Linked DNA regions of Zea mays: all the other regions are linked to region 1. A link is a contact called in public Hi-C data. All regions are on one chromosome and are shown on one strand. The core of a region is the stretch at or near the end of the contact, and the rest is flanking DNA. Distances in the headings are between cores, read along the strand shown.

Region 1 (3,571 bases), core at 387-2,886:
TGTGTACGTCGACTACGAGATCGTTGCGTGCTCGGAGCTCGGGGTCTCCTATCCCCGTACACACTACTCGACCCGATAGGTCCAGCAACGAACTAATAAACGCACGTGCATTTTGTTTCTTTGTTCTCTCTTTCTTTCCCAGTTCCTGCGTGTGGGATGGGATGGGTTAACAATGACCAATGCAAATGCTTGCCCCCAGCCCCGGCCCTCGCTTGAGCGGTGGCTGGTTGGCTAACGATGCTCGTTGCATGTGCCTCGACGGCTCGATGGCGACGTCGTCGTCGTCTCTCCGCCAGCTACCTCGCCGGTTCGCCTGCATTTCGCCATATACGCACCACGTACATCGGTACATGGAAAAGGTGGCTACGTCTCTCTGTCGTCTAGTATACGTATTTCTTATTGTCCACCGGCGATCTCTTACTCCCCCTACTAGCTAGCTAGAAGCTAGAAGATATACCAATGCAAGTGGATGGAACTGAACGGAACGGAAACATGCGTTGCATTTCAGGGACGTAGTCGCCATCTCAAGGACAAATACTGATCAATAATAATTTGGTGTGACAAATAATTTATAAAATATTAAGATCAATAATATATATATATATATATATATATATATATATATATATATATATATATATATATATATTGTTTATTTTTATGTAATTATATGTCATCCGTAAGGTCACGGCATTGTACTTTTATTAGACATCGATGATCGATCCATTGGTAATTAAGGGCGAATATGTAAAAGGTAAACGGGTAAACAATAGACGCATTTCTACGTGCGCGCGGAACACGTCGCTGTCGGCCGTGGCCTACCACGCGCAGAATTTTACTATTGCAGATCCAGATCCAGTAGTACACGCTAGCTGTTTTATCGTGCAACGCGAATCACCCCGGACGACGTCGGCACGGTTACTTTTAATTTTCTGGCTCTTTATTTGTGCTGCTGCACCGGCGGCGCCGGCGCGGAACCGGCCGCCGATGGCTCGTGTGGCTACCTAGCTCGATGGCCGGCCGGAGAAAGTGAGACCAGCTTCGTCGTCGACACCGGTGCATGGTCGTCGTCGTCATTGCAATAATGGATTAGAGGCGGCCGGCCGGTAAAGCTCTGACAGGTGTATGTACGCTTGGCTCCAGCCGGCCAGCCCAGGTCCAGGTGCATGCACCGTACTATACTACGTACCGTGCCCAAAGTGCCAGTAATGCGCTCGATCGACCCATCAGGAAAATATCCAGCGGACGCTATTTTGGACCTCAAGATGACAACGACGACGGCGACCGTCCGGATGATCAGACTCGGTTCCAGGCCTTCATCATCGGTTGGAGTTTGTTTGGATGGCCACGGAATGCAGTCGTACATGCATGCTGGCCAGTCAGTGCGCGGTCAGGTCACCGCGCGCGCGCCCGGCCGGAACCAACGGCCGGCGGCGGTCTCGGCGGCGGCTCGTAGCTTCTATTGACTTGGCAGCAGCGCAGGGTTAGCTCGTCCCGTCGAAAACTCCAAAAGCCGGTCACGCCATTCGACACGTGCAGACTGCAGACCCATATCTGCGAATCGTCGAACGAACCTTCTGCGTGCGCGGCCGCTGTGTGTGAAGAAGCTCACAAGCCTGCTCGCTCGTTTGTTTGCTTCCAGATGCTTGAGCTCTCTCTCTCTCTCTCTCTCTCTCTCTCTCTCTCTCTCTCTCTCTTCGATCGCCTCATCATCACCTAGCTAGCTTAGCACAGCAGTACGTCCACAGACGACGACGATGTTGCCAGCGCCGTTCGGGCACTAGCTAGGTAGTATAAATTGGCGAGCTTGACACGGGGTCGCCTGTCCCGTCACACGCAACGCAACGGCAGCAGCTCAGCTCAGCTCGCTCGCTCGCTATAGCTCCACAGTGGCCGGCCGGCCGGTGTCCTGCCGTGTGCCGTGCGCGTGCGTCTACTCTAGTACTCTACTACATGGCGGCCTCGCTAGGACTCGCCCACGAGACGAGCTACGCCGCCTACCACCCGCCGTCCGCGCCCGCCTCCTCGTACTTCCCACCACTACCACCACCCGACCTCCTCGTGGCGGACCTCCCGCCGCCCGCCGCCGCCACCATGGCCGATGACTACTTCCAGTTCGGATTCGACGGCCAGGAGATGGTGGGCGCTCCCGCTCCCGCCTGCGGCGGCTACGACTGCTCGGCGCCGGTGTTCGCCAACAGTTCTTCAGACGCCGCCGCCGCCGTCGGCAATGGCATGAGCCTGCTGTAAGTTCCCGTACGTGGATAGGTGTCGTCGATATCTGCGTGCAAATGTGCGCTGCCGCCGTCACACGTTGCGTGGGTAGTGTGCTATGCTCATCCGATCAGTTGCGTGGTTGGATCATCGGATTCAGGAGCTATGGCGTCGACGGCGACGGCGACGGGAGGAGGCCGATGAGCGGACCACCATATGGCACCGGTGGGAACGGCGGCGGCCGGCCGCCGTCGTCGTCACGGATTGGGTTCCGGACGCGGTCGGAGGTGGACGTGCTGGACGATGGCTTCAAGTGGCGCAAGTACGGCAAAAAGACGGTCAAGAGCAGCCCCAACCCGAGGTACAAATCAGAATACAATACTCCAACACTAGCTAGGCGCCGACGACGATCGCTTCGTCACTTCAAGTTCCCCCATTCCATGGTCACGCCACGCCCATAAGCATGCATGACGTGGTGCTGATCGCCGCCGCGCGGCGCCGGCCGTGCGTGTGCAGGAACTACTACCGGTGCTCGGCGGAGGGCTGCGGCGTTAAGAAGCGCGTGGAGCGGGACAGCGACGACCCGCGCTACGTCGTCACCACCTACGACGGCGTCCACAACCACGCCGCGCTGGGCCCGGGCGCCGCCTCCTACCTGTGCCAACCACCGCCTCCGCGCGGCGCAACCGCAACCGCAACCGTAACGCCCTTCTCGCCTCCACGCTCGGCCTCGGCGCCGGCGCCCCTGGCTGCAGCGCCCAGCTGGAGCGCCGCCTGTGACGCGTGGGAGGCGCAGCTGCACGCCGCGGCGGCGGCTGCTCACTCGTCGGAGTCGTCGTACTGATCCGATCCATCATCGATCAGTTATTAGACGCACGTACGGATCACGTAGCTAGAATGTTCACGTTTTTTTTTGCTCACGTAGTACTCCTCTGTTTGCACTATCCAGCGACTAATAAAAAGAAACGAAGGGAGTATATAAGAGTACCATAGTACTACCATACATACTTGTCGTTACAGTACTCAGACACACACACATCTCTGATTAGCTGAGCGTTCCCTTCGATTTTAATAATACAGGTTCACGCATATATCTCGGTGCACTGTACTGAATACTGACTAAGCTAGCTGCCAGACTTTGCTTAGGAAAACAATACCTATATATGTCCAATAAGAACATACAGACTTTCTAAAAAAAATGGTAGATATTGTTGTCACCATCATCCTGATAAGTTCCCGGCCAAAGTTTGCACACAGGCTGCGACTGCTTAATGCTTATCTCCCATGTTAGGGCCCGTTCCTTTTCTGTACAATCCACGTGGACGAGAAGGGATTGGTGTGTTTCAATCCATAGCAA
Region 2 (3,571 bases), core at 318-2,817, 340 kb after region 1:
TTACCAGATCAATCCGGACGGAAATAACATTCTCTTTAGCATCATCGTAGATTTTTTTAAGTTTCACCCCAGCCTTGCATTGTGTTCATTTCGAACATGTGTTACATATCCTTGGATTTCCAGCTACCCTTTCAGCATTCTTTCCTTCCATTGAACAATTCAACCATTTACAATTCTTCCGCTCCCTATATTTCTTCAACGGAAATCCAACCTCGTATGCATATTGACTATAAAAATTATACGCCTCGTCCACGTTACTAAATGTCATACCGACTTTAGGTATCAATCTTATATCAATATTGTCCGGCTGCGCACAGAAATTTAACATTTACGATTCAATAGCGACTAAATCTAACGTAATATAGGTACAACATTACAAAGAAGTATGTAAGAAAATAAGAGTATCATATTTGGGAGAACTTACATGGCTTTGAAGAATATGAGGTGTGTCCTGTTCATGTGGCCCAATATGTCTCATGGGGATGTGCTTCTCTGCGCCGACCACGTCTGCCGTTTTTGTGTGCTCATCGATATGTCCAGGTGCCCTCAATGCCGCCGGGGGAGTAACGGAGACACCCTCTGTGTAACCGGCGATCGCAGACGCTACAGGATGCATGTCCATTGAAATAGACGTACCTATTGGCTTATGCACAGACGATACATGTGGCATGTCATCGCCAGCGCTGGTGCTGGACATTTTCTCGCCGCTAATCGCCGGCCGGTCCTCTCACTTCCGCCGCCGCTAACCGCCGCCAATATCTCAGATACGAACGTGGACGAGCGACTGTAAATTTGTATTTGTTTCCTCCCGTAACTGCGCCTTTATTTACGCGAACGAAGAACACGTCTTTCCTTATCTCAAACCTGTGGAGATTTAAATGTTGCATGGTTTACGCTATCATGTTACACAACGTTATGCAGTCGTAACCGGTAAGCACATAGAAATATTCGTTCCCGTGATTCGTGGCATAAAAGATTCTATTTATGCATGAGTTATGCACGTTTCTACATATATTTATGCGTGTGTATATCGCATGTCGCGTCTCAGCCGGGATACGTGGCTATCCTATGCATGGCTGACGCAAGCTGGCGTACAGTAGGCCGAACGTGACCGATCGGCGTCCTGACTAGGGCTTCGCCCACTAACGGAACCCAGGGCTTCCATTACCTCTTCCATATATATATATATAGTTGTCATGTAATTGTTGTGCACAAACATTTTGTAAAATACTTTGTGTTCTATTGCAACGCACAGACACATAACTAGTGAAATGTTATTTTCATGCGAGCTCATATATATATAAATGTTATGATTTTTTTTAAACAAGCTTGCATATAAAGAAAACTCCGCCAATTCAAATGCGGCAACTCATGTTACTGCCAGATCAATCGACGGATACTTCTGGCCACTTCAATTGGCAGCAGCAGTATAGTTTTATACTAACCTTTTCGATCCACACAAATATTTCGGCATAAATCAAATTTAAAATAAAAAAGATCTTAAACATTTCGTGTCCCTTTGTTTCCTCCCCAGCTGAGCCTGCGCCTGTACTCTGATGGGCCAGCCCACTAACCGTTCAGCGGCAGAGCCCGTTATTTCGCCACTTCAGCGCCCCACACTTGCGCCGCAGCAGTAGAAGGTAGAACACCTTCTTGACCCGAATTCAATCCGTGCGCACGCACCCTCCGCCGGCGACGGCTCACGCATCGCTCGGCGCCCGCCCCGCGTCCCCGAGGCGACGACCGGCAGAGCGCGCTCTCGCGGCGCTACCCGACACCTGCGACGAAACGCCCCGAGTCCACTAGTCGAGGAGTGCGTCGACGCAGGGGCTCGGGAACGCGGTGTCGCCATCGCGGAGCCCTAGCGAGATCGTCGGGAAGGTCCGAAGGCGAGCACGTGTTTGTGTAACCTTTCTCCCCTTCTTCCCTTTGCCGGCCGGCCCTTCAGCGGCGACAAGTGCCCACCAGGTATGCCCAACGGCCACCTTCCCTGCTGTTCGAAACCGAGCTGCCAAACCCTATTGTAAACCATTTGTATTCGGATCTGATCTAATTACACCTGTTATGCCTACTAACTTAGATTTTTTTTTTTCTAATAAAAAAATTGTCGTCCCCTGATTCGGATGTCTATTTAGGCGGTGGTTTACGTTGAGCTGAGGAGTGAGGAAGATGTCTGGAAATGTGAGTCCCTCCTGCTTCGACTTGGACCAAGCGGGGAATCTCTCTTGATGTGCGGAGGTCCGTGGTGCATTCCATCTGATCTCTTGTATTCTGTGTGCAGCCAGTCGGCGTCGACAACACTTCTAGGAGGAAATTTGACAAGGAAGAGTACTTGGAGAGAGCTCGACAGAGGGAGCAGAGGGAGAAGGTAATAGTGGGTCTTATTCCTTTTAAATTTTGTCAAGACCGAACAAAACTACGACCATACTTCTCTTTGCCTCTATGTATTGCTTACTTCAGTCTGCATTTGTCTTTCACTGATCCAGGATGAAGCTCGGAAAGGCAAGGGTACGTGGTCTAACTTTTAGCTCAATAAATCTGTATCGATACCAGTTTCTGGCACTCTATGAAACTTGATTCCTTTCAATTATGAGTGCAGAAAGGGGTCCTCCTGTGCAAAGACAGCCTTTGAAACACAGGGACTATGAAGTTGATCTTGATTCTCGTCTTGGCAAGACTCAGGTTTGTAAATATCTTACTACACTTTGTGCATTTACCATGCCTTTTCTATGTTACTTCAATTCTTCGTGCTGTAAGAGATACTTCATCAATTAGTTCTTCCCTCATTTTCTTTTCTCTAGTTTCATCAGTATTTTTGTGGATTCTTTTGTTACTGTTAAATGAGTTGGAAAACTGTGTAGTGTGTACAAGGCAGATATGTTGCTAATGGACATGATTGTCTCTGACTTAGTGACTTCGATATGCAGGGGTAAGACAACCCTAGACATTATATTAAGAAGACCTTCTCACGCAGGTCGAGAAAACCCTTGAACCCCTGCCCCACCCATACACAGCTGCACCGTAGCCCATGTGAGAAACGACCGCGATCGGGCCTTAGACCTGTGCTTTGATGTGGGACGGGCGAAGAGATTTTAACCACAACCTGAAATTCGCTCCCACAAGGAGTCGAATCTAGGACCTGAGGAGTGTTACTCAAACCACCTAACCAACTTGGCTAGAGGCCCTTTCGCGATTGTCTCTGACTTCATTCAGTCCTTTATTGTGAACAACTTGCTTTTACAGAATGAACACCTTTCTGTTTTGAAAAGTTGATTAACTGTGCCTTTCATTTTTTTTCCAGGTGGTGACCCCGATTGCACCATTGAATCAGCAGGTTTGTGCATAAATTCCATAGGGCATGTTTGTAGCGTTTAAATTGATTTAGATTTATTTTCATCATATCTTAATTCTTGACAAGAAATTGCTAGAGTGTAGTTGCTTTGCTCCGTCCATATTAAACACAGATCTTAGTCGAAGATGTTTCTGTGTATTACCTCTTATTCTTTTCTCATGTTGTAGGCTTAATTTCATCTTTTTGCAGTTCATTATTATTAATTTCAGTCTACTTGTT
Region 3 (3,571 bases), core at 308-2,807, 270 kb before region 1:
CGTTGCGCTTTTGTTTATTATCACATATACTTTACATATGACTTTTATTTTATTTTTTTCATGATTTTTTGAATAGGACAAGTTACCTAAGTTGAGGTTGAAAAAGTCAAACGGAATATATTTTAAAATGGAGGGAGTATTTTTTACTGAAATATTAGACGATGAATGGTCTCCACGTGTGCAGTGGCGAGTCACGGTGTCAGAGGACTTGGATCGGTCGAGAGTCATCAGAGACGGTGGAAAACCCAAGATCGCCCGTAGGTGTGGGGATCGAAGAGGAGGCGAAGCGATGGCGAGACGAGTTGGAAAGATGTTGGAGATGAGCGGCCAGTGAGGACGATGACGCAAGCAGCAACATTCGATTAACCAAGCATGCGCGAACGGGAGAGCAGAAAGGGAACGCAGCGCCGTAGCATCTCCTTGATTTAGGGGAAAGAGACGACGCCGACGAGGTAGAAGATGTCGTAAGGGAAGCGGTGCGGGCGCTAGAGAAAAATTGTAGCCGCTATATTGTTGAAGGGGAAAGAGAATAGAAAGCCCTTGCTACATAGTCTAGGTCGGTCTGCGAACGAGTGTGGGAGATAGATGGGCAAGTGTGTAGCACAACTTTAGTCATGTCTCTGCTTGCGTCGAGCCGGTGAACGATCTCTCTGTCATGTCTGGCGGTGTGATCATGTCAAGAGAGTTGCTCTAGGACCAGATATTTGAGTCTGTTTGGTTCAGTTTTTTTATGAAAAGTTTTTTTTCGAGAATCTAGTTGTGGGGATAATCTGTCCGTAAAGAGAATCTAATTATTGTGGTGATTACGTGTGGAGAAAGATAAAAAGAGCCCGTAAGATTTAGGAGAAAGTGATGATTTCCTAGTATCACAACGACTCGGTCGATTATGTGTTTACGTTGATTTTGGACGGTTTTAACTTAAGTAATTCTTATAGAAGCAGACTGATAAGCTGGACATTTGGCAGCCTACAACAACTTCTGGTGACTGGAAGCTGAAAAAAGCTAAAACAAAAAGGGTCTTAGCTAGCTCTCCCCTCATTCCATTTCCCCCCATAACCTCCCACGGAAATTCCGATTTAGGGTTTGTTCATTTATCTCTTAATCCATGGGATTGAGTGTGATTGATTGAGTTTAAATTCCAATCAAATCAAATCTTACAGACTTGTTCGTTTTGATATGAATCCACGTGGATCGAATGATATTGAGTCGGTTTAAATCTACAACAACTCAAAATTCATCTCAATACCACAATCCACTTTACTCCACATGGAAACGAAGGTGCCATTTTATGATTTTTTTTCCAATTATATACAGTCCACATGGGCAAACAAGAGGCATGTTTGGTTGGAGACTTAGGACCTGCTAGGCAAATAACCTTGATCCCAGGCTATCAAAATCCTACTCCTGTGAGGTTTTTATTTTTCCACGGAAAATAAAATAATTTCTTTTAGAAAAATAAAAATCTTTTGAAAAATGAGTTTTCCAAACTAGTTGTCTGGAACAGGTAGTTTTTTCACGCCACCATCAAAAGAAGCCCAAGTCTTAACGCGATCCCCCGCGCTGTATATAAGCGGTCCGCGTGCGCGCTGCGACAAGCACATCATCGCCCCCCTTCCCCGCGGCCCCACCAAATAGAGAGGCCCAGACACCGAGGGGAAAAAGGAGAGAGAGTACACAGGTGACAGCCGCTGCACCGAGGGCACAGAGGGACAGCTAGACAGGGACTGCCAGCGGCGTAGGCGGTGTGGGGGATGGAGCGCGAGATGGCGGACGCGCCCGCCGCGGCGATCCCCGCCGCCGAGCCGCTCGCGGCGGTGGCGGAGGAAGGGGAGGGGGAGGCGGCCGCCGAGGCAGTGGGGTCCACCCTCACCATGGAGCGCGTCGCCGCCGCGAAGAAGTTCATCGAGAGCCACTACCGCTCGCAGATGAAGAACATCCAAGAGCGCAAGGAGAGGTACCCGTACCGGCCCTGCTGATCCGATCTCTCCGCACGCCCGCGGCTGGCCGCAAATCCTAGCTACTGCTCGCGCGCGGCTGCGCTAGATCTCGCGCGTGCGAGCTCGATCGAAGGGGTCTGAGCTGGGGTTGGCCGTGGGAGGGAGTCGTCCGAGCTCGCGCCGCTGGAGCTTGCCCATCCGGGCTGCCAATTTTGGGCGCCAGCTTTTGGCTGCTTTTGCTTCTGTACTTGTAGCCTGGTGGCCATGATTTCACAAGTTCTAGAGTAGCCTGTGGTGTAGTGCAACGTTATAGATTCGGGAATTGACACCTCTGTCTGCAATTTGAGGTCCGAGCTCGGCGTCACATAGTTTGGGGATGATCGATAGTTCCAGGCTTCCAGCACGGGGAGGACAGTAGAGCTGGTTGCACTGGTTGTTTCTGGATGCTTAGTGTATGCTAAATGCATTGGGCAAAATTAGTTCAAATTGCTTGCGTGTAGTAGTTTTTTTTTGCGCCAACAGCTGTTACGCTGAGCTTCTAGTGTTCCCCGCTGTTTGACCCACTGCGCAAGGGTGCTTGGAGTAATGTTGTGGAGAAGCTTGTTAGAGAACAACTGAGCGAAAAACAATCAGCAGTACTGCGGTTGCCTTTGACCTATTGGTGTTAAAGTGGCGCAAAAGTTTGTCGGACGTGCTCCTTTTGTTGTCCCACATTTGTTTGTTTGATAGTGTGTAGTCGGAGTTGTTTGTGTTGGTTTCAAATCACAATCGGACCGATAGTTTTGGTATAACTGGAATATGTTTCCTGTTGCTTGTGAACTGAGAGTGGACTATCTAGGCATTCTCATTTCTCATTGTCTTTTCCATTAATAGGCACTGGATAATGATGCATACACTTCAAAACGTACTTGTTCTATTAATCATGCTAGCAGTTATCTTATGTCAATCACTCGTTAATGTACATCACAACATTTCCAGCTTTGGCTTACCGTTCCTTTTTTACCTAGGGGACTAGGGGAACAGTTGATCCCTGCGTCCCTTTTCGTTGACAAGGAAACAGTGCATCAGATGCCAGCTGTATAAATACATTCCTGAACATTAAATGGATATGTAATGAAGTAGAATTATTTTCTACATACTACCTCTGCCTCAAAAAATTTGATGGGTTAAGACTTTTAGGACAGATTAGTTTTTTTTTCTTGAAAGCGCAGGAGAACTGCGCGATAATATATTAAAGAAGAGGGAGAGGGACAGATTAGTGCTCAACAGAAATTACCCATGTACCCCTATTTGCTGAAGGTGAGCCATGATAATTAATGAATAAGCCCTTCATTAAAGAAATGCATGGAGGCATGTGCAGACTGCAAGTGCAATCTCAAGCTGATATGGTCAAAATCTTTTGTCCATGAGCTAAAACATCAAGTTTTCTGAGACAGAGGAGTATGTATCATGGGCACACACTTTTCATACATTGATATTTTATTATACTAAGCATACCATTTGATTTATGACCTACTATCTATGCTGCTTGAGCGTGATATTGTTATTTGCTGGCGTTATCCTTTGACATTTCAATTTATTGCAATCAAATTGCCTTTTACCCTGAGATCATGAGTTTATGACCTTTATTTGAA

Evidence for each region. A called contact is a pair of places that touch in the nucleus more often than the background predicts.
Region 2: a contact with region 1 is called in a Hi-C map of leaf mesophyll, with 4 times the contacts expected there. The contact joins the promoter of LOC107275236 here to the promoter of LOC103649650 in region 1. A contact is called at or near these places in 2 of 25 Hi-C or Micro-C datasets (bundle sheath and leaf mesophyll).
Region 3: a Hi-C map of leaf shows a contact between it and region 1, with 4 times the contacts expected there. The contact joins the promoter of LOC100193886 here to the promoter of LOC103649650 in region 1. A contact is called at or near these places in 8 of 25 Hi-C or Micro-C datasets (bundle sheath, ear, leaf and 2 more).

What each region holds. Positions count from the first base shown.
Region 1 is chr3:8,154,751-8,158,321 of Zm-B73-REFERENCE-NAM-5.0, forward strand. LOC103649650 (probable WRKY transcription factor 48) reads left to right here and starts at 1,637. Exons shown (of 3, transcript XM_008675381.3): 1 at 1,637-2,246; 2 at 2,375-2,575; 3 at 2,731-3,217. The coding sequence starts at 1,954. The coding sequence ends at 3,058.
Region 2 is chr3:8,490,520-8,494,090 of Zm-B73-REFERENCE-NAM-5.0, forward strand. It overlaps LOC107275236 (C2H2 and C2HC zinc fingers superfamily protein), which reads left to right and starts at 1,568. Exons shown (of 11, transcript NM_001320508.1): 1 at 1,568-1,968; 2 at 2,136-2,181; 3 at 2,282-2,368; 4 at 2,487-2,508; 5 at 2,600-2,682; 6 at 3,302-3,334. The coding sequence starts at 2,170.
Region 3 is chr3:7,880,893-7,884,463 of Zm-B73-REFERENCE-NAM-5.0, forward strand. It overlaps LOC100193886 (AGC (cAMP-dependent cGMP-dependent and protein kinase C) kinase family protein), which reads left to right and starts at 1,558. Exons shown (of 13, transcript NM_001349872.1): 1 at 1,558-1,954. The coding sequence starts at 1,752.